Linked DNA regions of Anas platyrhynchos: region 2 is linked to region 1. The links are chromatin contacts, called in public Hi-C maps. All regions are on one chromosome and are shown on one strand. The core of a region is the stretch at or near the end of the contact, and the rest is flanking DNA. Distances in the headings are between cores, read along the strand shown.

The links. A called contact is a pair of places that touch in the nucleus more often than the background predicts.
Region 2: a contact with region 1 is called in a Hi-C map of subcutaneous adipose tissue, with 2.0 times the contacts expected there. The contact joins the enhancer-like site here to the promoter of ZFP36L1 in region 1. A contact is called at or near these places in 2 of 8 Hi-C or Micro-C datasets (skeletal muscle and subcutaneous adipose tissue).

The regions. Positions count from the first base shown.
Region 1 is chr5:37,402,995-37,410,316 of IASCAAS_PekinDuck_T2T, reverse strand. ZFP36L1 (ZFP36 ring finger protein like 1) reads right to left here and starts at 5,583. Exons shown (of 2, transcript XM_038179267.2): 1 at 5,335-5,583; 2 at 2,250-4,796. The coding sequence starts at 5,391. The coding sequence ends at 3,846. It overlaps LOC119717004 (a long non-coding RNA gene), which reads left to right and starts at 5,941. Exons shown (of 3, transcript XR_011809715.1): 1 at 5,941-7,322. It overlaps RAD51B (RAD51 paralog B), which reads left to right. Exons shown (of 14, transcript XM_072038849.1): 14 at 1-3,103.
Region 2 is chr5:37,472,733-37,479,425 of IASCAAS_PekinDuck_T2T, reverse strand. All of the region lies in intron 11 of RAD51B (RAD51 paralog B), which reads left to right. LOC106017967 (a long non-coding RNA gene) reads right to left here. Exons shown (of 4, transcript XR_011809713.1): 3 at 1,452-6,693; 4 at 1-578. Among named protein-coding and RNA genes, the nearest start is that of ZFP36L1, 71 kb to the right of the region's middle. Within about 2 kb of position 3,430, at least 3 of the 8 cell types and tissues checked have an H3K27ac peak or open chromatin away from gene starts, as enhancers often do. A contact at or near this core is called in subcutaneous adipose tissue, where this site is marked.

The DNA of each region.
Region 1 (7,322 bases), core at 4,334-6,833:
GACCCAAGTTTCTCACCAGGAGAACACAGGGAGCATCCATGAAGCACATGAGCCATCCATGAAGCCAGAGCCACTGCAGGATCCCCCTGTCCTGCAGTAAGAGCTGTAAGTGCAACCTGAAAAGTATACCAAGGCACCCACTGCCGTGCCACCGCATGTGGGATAAGAGGTATCTCATCCTCATGGGTGCTTCTCTCTGCCCTCAGACACCAGGCACTTCAGGACCAACCGTGCCAGCACATGGGCCAGGCCCTTCATCCTGGCCACTCTGAGAGTCCTGTGCAATAAATTAATGAGCCAGAGCATGGCCGAGCCCTCAAGTCAGAGGAATGTGCCCCTCGAAACCACCTTTCCACGAAAGGCTGTTCACTCTTCCGAGCCTTGGATAGGGTATTACAAACACACGGCCAACTGCTAGGGGAAACATGCTAACCTTAGGAGAAATAGCACAGACAACTCATCCACAGCACAGCCGGACTAGCTGCTGCCACATACCCGAGCCACCATGAATGCCAATGATCAGGCAAATCCCCACGTTGCTGGAGGCTCTCATGTACACACTCTCTCTTATAAACTATTACAGAAAGTAAACTTCTGATACTGCCTGCTCAGCTCTTCTCTGTTCCCCATGTGGCCTAGCTCAAGGTTAGTTTCAAAAAGCAAAACATCAAGTGACAGAGCATTTATCATTGATAAGCTCATAAAAGAAAAACAGTGCTGGCATCCCAGAACCAGTGCCCTAGAAAGACAAGGGAAGTATATGAGTACCATGAGCAAAGACCTACTTTCAGCACAGCTTCCCAGTTGCTTGTCTTACCAATAGCACCCTGCGACTAATACAGCTATTTTCTTCATAAATTATTAACTGGGCAAAGACTATTTGTTTGAAGAGCTGCACAGAAAGTCCAAAGAGGAAGCGAACAGTTTCAAGCCCCACATGCACACCCATGACAGGCGTGGGATCCTCTCCAGATCAGATATGCCTGGCTCGTCAGGGGCCGACGGCTCTGCTCCCAGCAGCTGGGAAGGAGGCAGGCCTGGGCACTTGCTGCAGCTGGGCACGGGTCTTCCAGGCAGGGGCACATCTCTCACGTGGGGCCTGGCTGCTTTCACTCGCAGGAGGTATATGGAGACCGCTGAGCAGCACCGGGGCTGTGCCCAAGGCTCTTCTCTTGCATGCTGTGCGCTAGTTACATCAGCATCTGCCAAGAAAACTCCCCGTGCAGCTTTTGTACTGCTCATGGGAACCAGCTCCTACCAGCCACGCTCTTCTTCCACCATCTTTCCTCCACCTAACTCGCCTTTATTGCCAGACCACACAAGAAAGAGCGTTGCACAAAGCCAGCAGCAGGGAAGGTATGTCGGTGTAAGCCTTGAGGTATCCTGCAGCTTTTGTTTTGCAGGAACTTTTCCAACTTGAATTAGGAAACGTCTCTCCTTAACGTTGAGGCATGTCAAGACAACTGAGCAAGCCGTGGTTCGGCAGCAATATTCCACCCCTGATTTGGAAGAGAGCTGGAACAGCTTCAGATGAAGAGCACCAAGCTTTCTCCAGAGGAAAGCTCAAAGGTGAAGAAAACAAGAAGGGCACCGTGAGCAGCACTGGCAAAGAAGTGTCCCTAAATAAAAACACAGGTTACAGGGATTGTTTTCTGGGATGTTTCTGGGATTGGTGACGGATGTTCCAGCAGCTATGGGGCCCTGAGTGCCACTGCATGATCACTCGTACACACACTGAGACTTTGCTGGGGGCCCACATCCTTCCCCCTTGCAAAATGCCAGACAGCCACTCTGCCACAAAGGCCCAACACCACTAACAAGCTGGGCCTGATGTTTGGTAAACTCACAGTTCAGCATCGCCCTAGAACCTCTCACAGGACAGCACAGGCTGTCCTCCAGGGGAAAGGGGCTGCTCCTCACAGCAGGAACAAAAGCCAGTCCAAAGTTTGAGCCACACCAACCAAAAAGAAGTTTGCGGAACTGACTGAGCAACTCAGGATGGGGGGAGGACTCCCTAAGAGACAGAGAGGGTTAGAGGCCATGGGACAAGCCACACCAGGTGCTCACTGACATTGACCTGCACACCCATGTGCTTGATGGGGCCGACCAGCTCCATCAGTGAGGTGCAAAGGGTGCCTGAGCACGTGGTGGGCATCGCAGGGGTGAAAAGGAGAGAAGTAGCTGCATTTGAGTGGTTCTCTAAAACCATCGCCTCGATTTTTGCAAGTAAAACCAGCTTCACTTGTCAGTTTCTTGAAAAAACTTGGGGTTTATTGATTTAAACTGCAAACAGTCGTTACAAAAGAGATTCTCTTTTAAATAAACTCACACAAAGAGGAAGAAAAAGCAATGTAGTGAACAGTAACAGGGGAAAAAAATTACATTCATTATTCTCTTTGTGCCAGTCCCGTTCACCTCGGCAAGGAAAACTCCAAACTTGGAATACAGAAAACGCAAAGACAAACTGTATTTGGAATGTCTTCAGATAGGCACTTTGAGCCCAAGGCTTTTCTCCTTGAAGAAACTATACAGAAAGAGGAAGAAAAAGGTCTTCCTCCCACGCTGTCTCGCAACAGAGCTCAGGTATGTACATTCTAAAGCCCACACAGGCAAGACCCAGGGGAGGGGAAGAGAAGAGGAAAGGCAAAGAAGCACATGAACTCAATTTGCAGTCCAACACAAAAAAAAAAAAGGGGGGGAGGAAGGGAATTCTAAAATAAATAATCCAAACACAGTTTTTGCATTTTTTTTAAATTAATTTTTCATTTTTTAAAATAAAATAACCAAAAAAAGTGTAAAGTTACAAAAAAATGTCATTGTAGTATAATATATTAAACTGTGGGGAAAAAAAAAGGAAAAGACACTTCACAATCTTAAGATTAATATGGAAGATCATAATTTAAACATAAAAGAATATATTCTATGGATTCATCATCCCGATAAATATGAACAAAATTAACAAAAAAGCATAGGTTTCGGCAATAAATACGTTTTGATAAGTTAAATAAGCTTTTTTATATTGTTGTGCAGTGACAAGCAAAATTTGCTCTCCAATTTCTGAAGTTATACAAAATTAAAAACCCAGAAAAAAAAATAATAAAAAGCTTGGCGTGAGTGCTCTAAGATAGGTCTAAAGTACTCTAGAGCAAAAACCATTAAAGCTATGTCTACTGGAACTTTGTTTACACAAACTTGTGTGTGTGGAATGACTTCCGTCAGCCCCACCCCCTCTATTTCTTTATTTGTTTTTAAGATGTCACATGAATACACGGGGAAACTTTTAGCACCAAAATCGAGTCTCTCATAGTCCCATCTCTTTTTTTTTTCATTTTGTTTTTTTTTTTTTTCATTTGCTCGTTTTCCTCCCAGTCGAAGTCCCACTCGTGTTACAATCTTTGTCCGTTCTCAGCTTGTCTTCCCGCAGACCTGAGTGGATCCAGGCAAGATGAGTCTGTAAGGGGGGAGAGCGCGCTGGATGTTAACGCCTGCCCACGTGCCTGCAGCCTAGCGGGAGCTGGCCAGTCGGGAAGGGACTGGGAGAGGGCGATGCAGTATGCAGCCAGTGGAGGGAGCTGGATCCGGACATTTCCTGCACATCTGGAAGTGCACAGAGCTGCTGGTGCCCTCTGCAGCTGGAGAGGTAATACAGTCACAGTGAAAGCATTAAAAGGCACTAATTTTTGTAAACGTTATTGCTTTTCATCGTAAATTTGGCACTTAAGGTTTAAGCCAGTGGGTCTACGACAGGCAGGTGGACACGTTAACATCCAGCTCCGACTACGGGGCCGGGGGAGTTCAGCTTAACATCGTAATAGAGGTGGGGGGGAGCAAGAGGAAACCCCAGATTAGTCGTCGGAGATGGAGAGTCTGCTGAAGATGGGAAGACGTCTTGAGGTGTCCAGGATAGGGGAATCTGAGCCGCTGTGGCTGCTGCTGGAGCTGCTCAGATAGCCCTCCTGGTCAGAGAGGGAGTCCTGAGGACTGGGCGGCGAGTCAAACAAGTTGGGGGACTCGGACATGGGCCTGAACAAGAACGTGGTGGGGGAGCTCCCGCTGGGCACCTGCACCCCCATGCTGGGGGCGAAGAGACTGACCAGCTCCTGGCTGGAGAAGGTGAAGGGGTTGCTGGCGCAGTCAGGCAGGGTGGGGGAGCCCAGCAGGTCGTCGGCGCTCAGCATGGGCGGCGGGGTGATGGAAGTGGGGCTGTCCAGCAGCCCGCTGGCAGCAGTGCTGGGGAAGCCTGCGAAGCTGAAGCTGTGCTGAAGGCGGGGTCTGTCAGTGACGGCGGGCTCCCGGCCGCCCGCCACGGCACGGCGCTCCTCGGCGTTGTGGATGAAGTGGCAGCGCGGCCCGTAGGGGCAGAAGCCGATGGTGTGGAAGGTGCGGCAGAGCTCGGTCTTGTACTTGGGGTGGCGGGTGAGGCTGCGCAGCTCGTGGATGCCGTGGGCGAACTGGCACTTGTCGCCGTACTTGCAGGCGCCGTTCTCCTCGAAGGGGCGGCACAGCTCCGTCTTGTAGCGGCTGGAGTTGACCTGGCCCCCGGGCTGCTTCTGCTGCAGCAGGCGCTCGCCGCCCTCGGAGAAGGAGCGGTCCCGAAAGCGGCTTTCCCGGGGGCCCAGCATGGGCGCGGGCTCCCCTTTCAGGCTGCTGAGGAGCTGGTTCTGGTGGAACTTGGAGTTGGGCAGGGTGACAGAGTGCCTCCTAGGGAAACCCCCGCCGGCCGGGGTGCCCACCGCCTTCCTGTCCAGCAGGCACCCGCTGACACCCGAGGGGCTGTAATTCAGCATCTTGTTGCTCTGCGGGCAGAAAGCAAGCACCGGTCACTGCCACCGCCTCAACGCAACTCTCCCCGGACGGGAGGCGACGCCGGGAGCCCTCGGAGGGCTCAGCCTCGGCGGCACAGCACGGCACAGCACAGCACAGCACAGCCCCCTGCACGTCCCGCCCGCCTGCTAAGAGCAAAGCAAACCCCGAGCCGCCCCTACGACCACCGTGGGGGCGGCTGCTGCGGGAGGAGCCCCCCGGGGGGAAGGCGCCGAGGGCTCGGGCTGCTCCCAGCCCTGCTCGCTGCTCCCCGCCCGGGCACGCTGCAGCGGGCGGCGGCAGCAGCTCGGCCCCCGCCCGGCCCCGGCCCTGCCCTGCCCGGCCCCGAAGCGGGGAGCAGGGAGAGGGGCCCGGGCTGAGCCCCGCCCGGCCGGGGAAAGTAAGGAGGAAAACGCAAAAAAAAAAAAAAAAAAAAAAAAAAGGATAAAAAGTAAAGCAAAAAAAAAAAAAAAAAAGCGCAGAGAGCCCCTGCAGGCGCCAACCCGGAGCGCGGCCAGCCGGCGCGTTTACCTTGCATAAAACTTCGCTCAGGTCGAAGATGGTGGGCGACACCAGGGCTGTGGACATCTTCGGCGAGCGAGGGGGGAAGCGGCAGGGGCGGCGGCAGGCAAGTGGAAGGAGTCGCGGTGTGGGTAAGGCGCAGCCTCCAGCTCGCAGCCTCCAGCGCTGCCTCCCCCCGCTGCTGCTAGCGCTGCCTCCGCTGCCGCCACCAGCCCGCCGCGCCCGCTCGCCGCTTCCAGCGGGCTCGGGCAAAAAGCTCAACTTATAAAGTTTTCCGACTTACCCCGGGAGGAGGAGCCGGCGGCGGGAGGAAGGGGAGGAGGAGGAGGAGGGCAGGGTGATTGACACCGCGTCTGAATCACCCGGGCGGGCAGGCCCAGAAAAAAAAAAAAAAAACTTCTCGGGGGAGGGAGCGGGGGGGTGAAGAAGATGGGAGGGGGAAGGGAGGGGAAAAAAAAAAAAAAAAGAAAAGGAAAAAAAAAAAAAGAGCGCGTCCCTTCCAGAACAGCCCCTGCGGGCAGCGCTCCCCTCCCCGCCCCGGACGCGGCTGTGCGCGGCTGCTGCGCGCGTGTGTGCGCGTGCCCGCGTGTGTGTGTGTGTGTGTGTGTGTGTGTGTGTGTGCGCGTGCAAGTGCAACGCGCGGCCCCGCGCAAAAGCCGCGCAAGTCCCGCGGCGCCCGCCCCTGCAGCTGGGGGCCCCCGGCAGCCCCGGGCTCGCTTTGTGCCGGGCTCTGCGCGGGGAGCGAGCTCGCAGCCGCCTTCCCGAAGTTGCTAAAAGGCGGTTTTAGAAGGGTGCTCGGTGCGCTCTGCCTCTCTTCTCCCCGTATGCTCTCTCCTGCCAGTCCCCTCTTTGAGTTGTAAAACTGAAAAAAAAAAAAGACTGTGTCTCTGAGCAAGTAATCTGTTCCAGATTTCAGTCGGCACAGTGTGATTCATACCGATATTGATATGGCGGGGGGGTGAGGGGGGGGGAGGAGGACGGGGGTAGTTTCGGTGTAAAAAAAGCCAAACGTCTCAAGGCTTCCTGATAGCAGGCTGCCTCAGCGCCACGGCGGCTGCCCTCCGAGGCGGCCGAGGGGCTGGGGGGGCGAGGGGCCCCTTGCCGGGGTCCCCCTGCCGTGGGTCCCTCCCGGCCCCCGCAGGGACCCAGCGGCCAGCGCCTTGAGGACTTGAAGCAACTCATCCGCTTCCTCCGCTGTTTGCTTTAGAGTCTCGGGAGCCGGACTTTGAACTGGCGGCTGAGCTTTTTCCCCTCCTTCGCTCTTCGAGAACGGCCAAAACAACCAAGGAGAGGAACGCCCACGGGCTCTGGCTATGCCAGAGTCCTTTCTTTCTTTCTTTCTTTCCTTTTTTTTTTTTTTATTATTTACTTAGGGAGAGCAATCAGGTTCCTCGAATTTCCTTCTCTTTCTAGTTTCTTTTCTTTCGCCTTGGCCAGAAGCGAGGAGTAACCAGGGGAGAGACCAGTCTATTATTTTCTGCAGTTGTTTACTGATTCTGTAGATGGTGCTTGTTCCCAGGGCTCCGAGCCTCTCTATAATTAAACCCATTTTAATTGTTAGGTTAGAAACGTCATTTCGGGGACTTTCCAAGAGTTACCGAGAAAGCCGGCCGAGATAACTATTTCACTACTGAGTTGCTCTGAGCCGTTTTTGTTTTTTTCTTTTTCTCGGCTTCCTCCCTGCTCCCTCTTGTGCTGAAATGTGCATATTCGCTCGCCCCACGCGTGCGTATGTTTTGGAAACTTGGGGTTTGAGGTCGCGCATTTCCACGCATCGAGCAGCGAACGCCGAAGCCGAGAAGGAATTTTTTCCAGTGATTTAGCTTGTCAAAACCTGACTCCGTGGTGGTCTGCTTTGCATTCAGCGCGCACATGCTCAGAGCAGGAATTTAGCTGCTCGCCCCACCTCGTGGCTAAAAGTCAGAGCCCTCCAGGCCAAAGTGGGAATTTGTGTGGGCATGAATTCACACCGACTGGAGGAATGAAAAATCAGAGCC
Region 2 (6,693 bases), core at 2,181-4,680, 71 kb before region 1:
AATAGGAAAACAATATGAAATGGGAGTCTGTCACATGAGTGTATTAAACTGATTCCATACAGTATTTTCATCCCAAAGTGCTTGAGAAGTTTGTGTATAAATGAATTACTTCCCCGTGGCTCAAATGTAGCCACCTCTGTGCTGAAATGCAGTTGTCCTCATTGTGCATCCAGTGCTTAAGCTGCTTGTGAAAGATTTGCTTTATTATGCATCTGGTTTCATCCGGCTGTTCATAATAAAATGGAGGCTTTGCAGCACCTGATTCAGATTCACAGACTGGAAAGGGCAGTTATTAATGCCAGAGGTTCTAAAATCACTGAGTTTTCCAAATCAAAATTCAGAAAAGGTATGTTAATATGCAACTGCAAACAGTTACAACCAATCACATAAACGTTGCTTGGTGAATCCTGAGGACCTGGCAGCATTGCTTGCATCTCCAGAGCTGGAAAATCGCTGCTACAGTTGTTGGAGTGGCATTTTGTTACGTGTTTGCTGTGTCCTGGACTCTGTTTCTTTACGATTCTTCCACACCCCCATGACTGAAGGGGAACCCGTGGAGATGGCAAGGAGTTGAAAGACTGCAGGAATGAAAAGAGTTTAATTTTTCTGTCAAGCAAAATGTCAGTAGTTTGCATATTTCCTTCATGTGTTCTACCTCAGTTTATCAGACCTAAACCAGATCACAGCATAATTCCACACTTTTGCTCAGTGGTTACCAACTTCTTTTGATACTTTTTCCTACCATCTCATTTGATTAGGAATAATGGGAACTAGAGTGGTAGAGCCAAATCTGTACTATACTGAGGATGCCTTGCATTTAGTTATTCCTACTACCTTGTTAGAGCTTGTTTACCTTAGCAGGCACAGTATGTGTAGTAACAATAAACTTGATACACCCGGCCATCTTCTTACTTCTAGGACCTTATAGTAAGGCTACCTCAGGAAAGTAGAAACAATCAAGAGAGGGTATACAGTTTCTCATACATTTATTCATACTTTTATCTGAAGTCAGGAACAAGGCTGAGAATATTCTGTGATGGTCTCATGTACTTTCTGCTGGATCTCATCCCCACCATAAGCAAAATTTTTAAGCAAATCATCACCTACAAAATCTAGCTCTGGACTTTGCATCATTGCATTTTCATCAAATGCTCTAGGGATTAAGTCTGAACCTGCCAAATCCCTCATAATCTGCAAATCATAAATTTGTAACTGGAAAAAAACCTTTGTGTTCATGAGGAGAGGGGGGTTGCCAGGCCATTTTGGCAATTGCAGCAAGTGGCTTATGGTCAGTTTTCTAACACAGGATTCTCTTAAAAAAAAAAAAAAAAAAAAAAAAAAAAAAAGACAGGAAACCTTTTACGTTTATGGACAAATGCCAAATCCTTCTTCTCTGTTTGAACGCCCTGACACTCAGCTTTTTTACTGTTCATTGCACAGAAATTACTGACCTGCAGATCTGAGCATATAGCTGCAAGAGGATTAGCCCAGTTCTCTTCTGGGGACAGCTCTGTCTCACGTGTGCTGCTAAGATACCTCGGGGCTGCATCCTTTTCCAGTTTCTGGAATTGTTAAGATTTGTAGTCAAAGTCTACTGGATGTCTTTGTACAGCAGTGCCCTGGGGTTGTCAGGTCACACAGCCAGGTCACACACACATCTCCTGGGGCTTCCATTCCAGCAAGTCCTTGTGCCCTCTGCTGCTGCATGCAACCCAGCTCCTCTGTAACCTTGCTGCATACATTGCCATGACATGTCTCTCACCAGCGTTTTATATCTGTTGCAAAAAATTAGCATTTTTGGCTGTCTAACCCAGCTTAGTTTCTTCTCAGGGCAGCTCTGAAGCCTTTTACTGTTATTCTGTTATTTTTCTGTTTTCTTTTCTTTTTTTTTTTTCTTCTTCTTCTTTTTTTTTTCTTGCTGATCTTAACATCATCTGATCTGTGTAAATGCTGAAAACTTGGTCCACTATCAAACATCTGCTGTATTTTTGGAGAAATGTCTCAAGTTTGGTGAAGCAATCCAAATCACCAGAAATTGTGATTCTCAACTTGCACAAAATGCGTGCTCTGTTTTTTAAGGGTTTCTGCCAGACCCTGCTGACACATGAAGCATAAGAAAATATTTGGCATCAGCCACTTCCCCAGAGGTTTTTCCTCTTGTAGGTAGTGGAAAATGATCCCTCTGTACACATGTATTCAATTCTTTTAGGTCTATTCATAAGCAAAGGTTTCATCTCTTTTTTTAGTATACCCATTCTGATGGTTTCGCTATGCAGTTTGTGGTAATGAATATATTCACCTCCTTTTTTAGCCTCTGCTTCAGGGCACAGGGAACCATGCCAGGGCTGTAGGTTGTGGAGCAGCCCTCAAACTGTTTTTCAATGACTTGATCCCCCAGCTCTCCAAAGAGAAAGGCCTCTTGAGAAAGCAAAAGACTGGTTCCCTCTTCTCTTACATTATTTCTGAGTCTGTTGCTTACCTAGCTGCTGACTTTCCAACCTCCTCGCAGGAATGAACTTAACGCTGTTAGTCCAGGGTTTTACCAGTTTCCACTGAGGCACAGCTGGTGCTCACGCTGCTGCTGGCAACGCAGGCTCATGCACCAGTAAGCACCTGAGGGCCAAGAAATGTCACTGCCTTACCGGGCACTGGGAGCCCTTCATACTTCAGACCCTGACCCCCCTGTGCCCCTTCATACCTCAAACACCTCCCTGTGCCCCTTCATACCTCAGATACCTCCCTGTGCCCCTTTATACCTCAGACCCTGAGCCCCCTGTGCCCCTTCATACCTCAGACACCTCCCTGAGCCCCCAGCCCTTCTCCACAGGGCTCAGTACCGCAGCCCTTCAGGGTGTGCATCTCCTGGTGACACCCTCCAAAGAACTACACAGACCCTGCTTGCTTGGGTTCCCTACCCAGGCATACGCCAATGCCCCCAGTTACTGAGAGGGCACTTGGGTTTGTTGCACTGAGCGACAGGGGGAAGGGCCTGCCCTGAAACTGAGCGCGTGGTTCCTCTTCCCATCAAGTTCAGGGGAGGTTCAGCTCCCAGCCCAGCTTTGGTTACCAGGGAGGCTCAGCGAAGCAGAGCTATAAAGCAGGCCAAATGCAAACATTTGAAGCTCTGTGGCCCCTTGCAAGGGAACTATGCTGTGTCAAATCTCAACAGCTCACACTTACAGCCATGTCATCAAGGAGCATGAGCACACAACTGTTGTTAGAAGAGAGCGAGTGAGAAAAAAATAATAAAAAGAGAAAATGCAAGAGGCTTAGGAGGCCCCTGGTTTCCTTAATGGAATTAGCCCTTCCTTTATGAATTCCAGGGCTAGATGCTGTAAATGTGATTCACATACTCCCTCCCCTCACCAAAGCAGAAAGATCTGCTAGACACATGTTCGGAGTGGAGCAAGGGAAGATATGACGTGACTCGAGAGCCTGGAAGGCTAAAAGGAGTAGATGGGGGAGAGCTCTGCAGCCCTTGATCTTTGTAAGATTTACTGCCTTTGCCTCTTGCAAAGATCTTTTTTTCCTGGAAAATTGCTAGCTTCTAGCAATTTAAAAAAAAAAAAAAAATTGGCTGGGGCAGTAAACAAGATCTTTGAAGGGGGAAGGAAGCCAAGAGAAAGTCAGGCCCATTAGTCACGCAGCTGCATTTCCTGTCACAAAGGACCCCAGTTGAGTAATCACTCAAAATATGCTTATTATTTTTTCCTATTTTATTTCAACTTTCAGCCTGCCAATATCTACTGTAAGAAAAAAATTAAAACAAGAAAAAGAAAAAAAATCTTTTAGCCTCAGAAGGGAAAACAATGTAGAAAGAGACATTGATTTACATTATTTTTCCTTTTCTTTAATTTTCATAGCCTAAAAACACTTCAGTCATATGAGAGAAATGCATGTAGCGTAGAGTGGGTCTGAGGCAGTCCTGGTGTTTTCAGGGCACATAATTTCAGCATGAGTGTGAGTGTCAAAGTTGCTAGTCTCCACATCCAGCTGCTCCCATTAATTCATTGTACAACTTTGATTGAGTCATGTAATAATTTATCTGCAATTTATTTTGGCCATATGAAAGGTAAAGATGGTAATAGCTTCTGCATAATTGTTTTGTCAAGCTTCATTAATAATGCTTATAAGTAACATTGAGTCTTCTGATGAAAGCTTTGTCCACTGTCTGAAGGAAAATCGAGTGAGGATTGAAAAGATGTAGACTTGTAATTTAAAGCAGAACATTCTTATGAATGTATTTAAATGCATAAATGTATATATATATGTTATTTTTTATAAGATGTGAAAATAGGAACAAGGTTGTGAAATAGAAGAAGGAAAATCTTGCTGACGCTCTCTCTCTTGAGACACTCAAGGCAGAAGAATAGAGCAGACGTGTCATAGGGAACACCCCCTTTTGCAGTGTTGGAATAGAGCACGTCACAGACTGACTATACCACTTCCCCATCTCTAGATCTTGGAATAAAAGATGCTGTCTCTGGTCAACCTGGTACCAGCTTCAAAAAGAAGCCACAGATACATGAAGGAAGCAAAGCTGAAAAAATACCGTTTTTCCAGATTGCTGCAAAGAAAATACCTCTTTTACCAACAAACACAACTCCAGAATACCAAATTCCACATTTTATTTACTCAAAAGTAATGAGTGTGGTGACCAGGCCACCTATAAAGAATGACCATAAGCAAGCATCAGGGCAGCTGACAGTTTGTAGCCTACATTCCTGATTGGGGTACCTGACTATATGGCTGTATGAAAATGATTACAAAGGAATAAATTCCTTTTTGTATTGCTGTATAAGTAGACAGTAGGTGATTGCAGTTTATGGTACATAATAACATGACTTCAAATACTGCACAAAAAATGAAGCTTACATTTGCATGTAAGTGACTAGTAATGTCATGTAATTCTCTAATTTGCACACATTTGATACCACAGATGTGCAACGTTTTTAAAACCACAGCTTATGAGCAGATGTGATTTACCCAGCAATGTAAATCACAGCTTCCTAACGCTAGTTAAAGGGTGCAAACACAAACAAATGTGAGACTTATACAATTTGGTTTAAGAGAGATTTTGAAATGCTGTTTGCATATATTTTGTAAAGCAATTCAAAATAATCATATGTGCTTATTTACACTGAATGGAAAAGTAAGACTCTTGTGAGTCATGATCCAAATATGAAAAGTTCTGCTCCAAATTATGTCTCTAAAGTTCATCCTTTGTCTTTCCAAATGGCAGGCAGGGCGAGCTGTGCTCCTCAACGGGCACACAAGTGTACACTCCCTGGTTTGTGGTCAGAGCTAACACCAAGCCGTGGGGGTGGTCTGCTGCTCTTACACCAGATGACTTTCACTGCTACATATCCCAGACTACTGGATCCCCACATCATCTAACATTCTGTGCGACAGACATAGTTTTGTCCCTAAAACGGTCTCTGCTGCGATGTGGGCTTATAAGTCCATTTTCAGTGATTATTGGTATCCTCGCAATTTAGAAATTATATACTGGTAAGTATGAATGAGTGGAAATAATTAGTTTACAAGAGCAACATAAACTTTGAACATTTCCTTTTATGAGTACCACTGTATGTTATATTTCCTATACTATGGTTATAGGTATGTATAAATCACACTAGCATCTGATATATCAGACTCTGTAATAAATAGCTACCTATAGAATTAATTATACCTGACCAGTATTTGGGTAGCAACCAATAGTTATTTATTTACCTGCCTGTTTATCTTAGGATATGTATGGCTCTATAGTATCTGGGTATCTCCAAACCTCTGAACTTTTGATGTACTTGTTCTCTCCACGCAGGCCTGATGTAGATTAGTACAATTAGCTCTGTATACGTGTGCCAGTAAAGTCCTAAGATGAATGACTAACCCAGAATAGCCTCAGAAGTGTATGACTTCTTGATTCACCTGCTGGATGCAAAGAACTTCTCTCTTGTATAGATGGGAAGCTGAGTCATAAAGAAATAGTTACGTGCCCATAAGCACATAGATAGCAACAGAGAAGGAATCAGCTCATCGTATACAGAGCTTCAGTCCCTGGCTGTGTGTATTAAATTACTCTCTCCTGTCTTCAGTGAACTGATCATATTTGGTAAAATTGCCAGCAGTTGTTGCTCGTTGCAGTGTGGTACTTCTGTGATGTGCATGGAGGGGACCTAGAAAATAATTGCTTATTAAGCTACATTAAACAGCAAAAAGGGCAGTTGCTTAGTACATCGACAACTGAACTTGTCAGCCTTTCTACTGAACTGCTGAATGAATTTGGGCAATTCCTTCACATCCATATACTGGCATTGCTCTAATTTAATATAGGGATAATGCACTTGGAGCTCCAGGCACAAAAATCGCTGTATAGTCCTGCTCCAATTCTTATTTAAGACAGTGGAATGAGAATGCAAAGGGAAGGTACAGGGAAAATAGTTTTTTTTTTTTTTTTTTTTTCCAATTAATTGAATGAAGCTTCTGTGGAACAATTCAAAAATCTCCCTTCTGAAACAAGCATGGCTGGTAAGAAAATTTTAGCATCAAGTTGCATGTTGTCAGAGGACATGTTGATGCAGGGCTGTTGTGCTAGGGATGGTGCAGGCTTTGCAGCTGCGATTTAGGGCTTCTGCACCCCTCAGCCTATGGATAGGCCTGTTGTAGAGGGGCTTCTGGTCTGTGTAGATA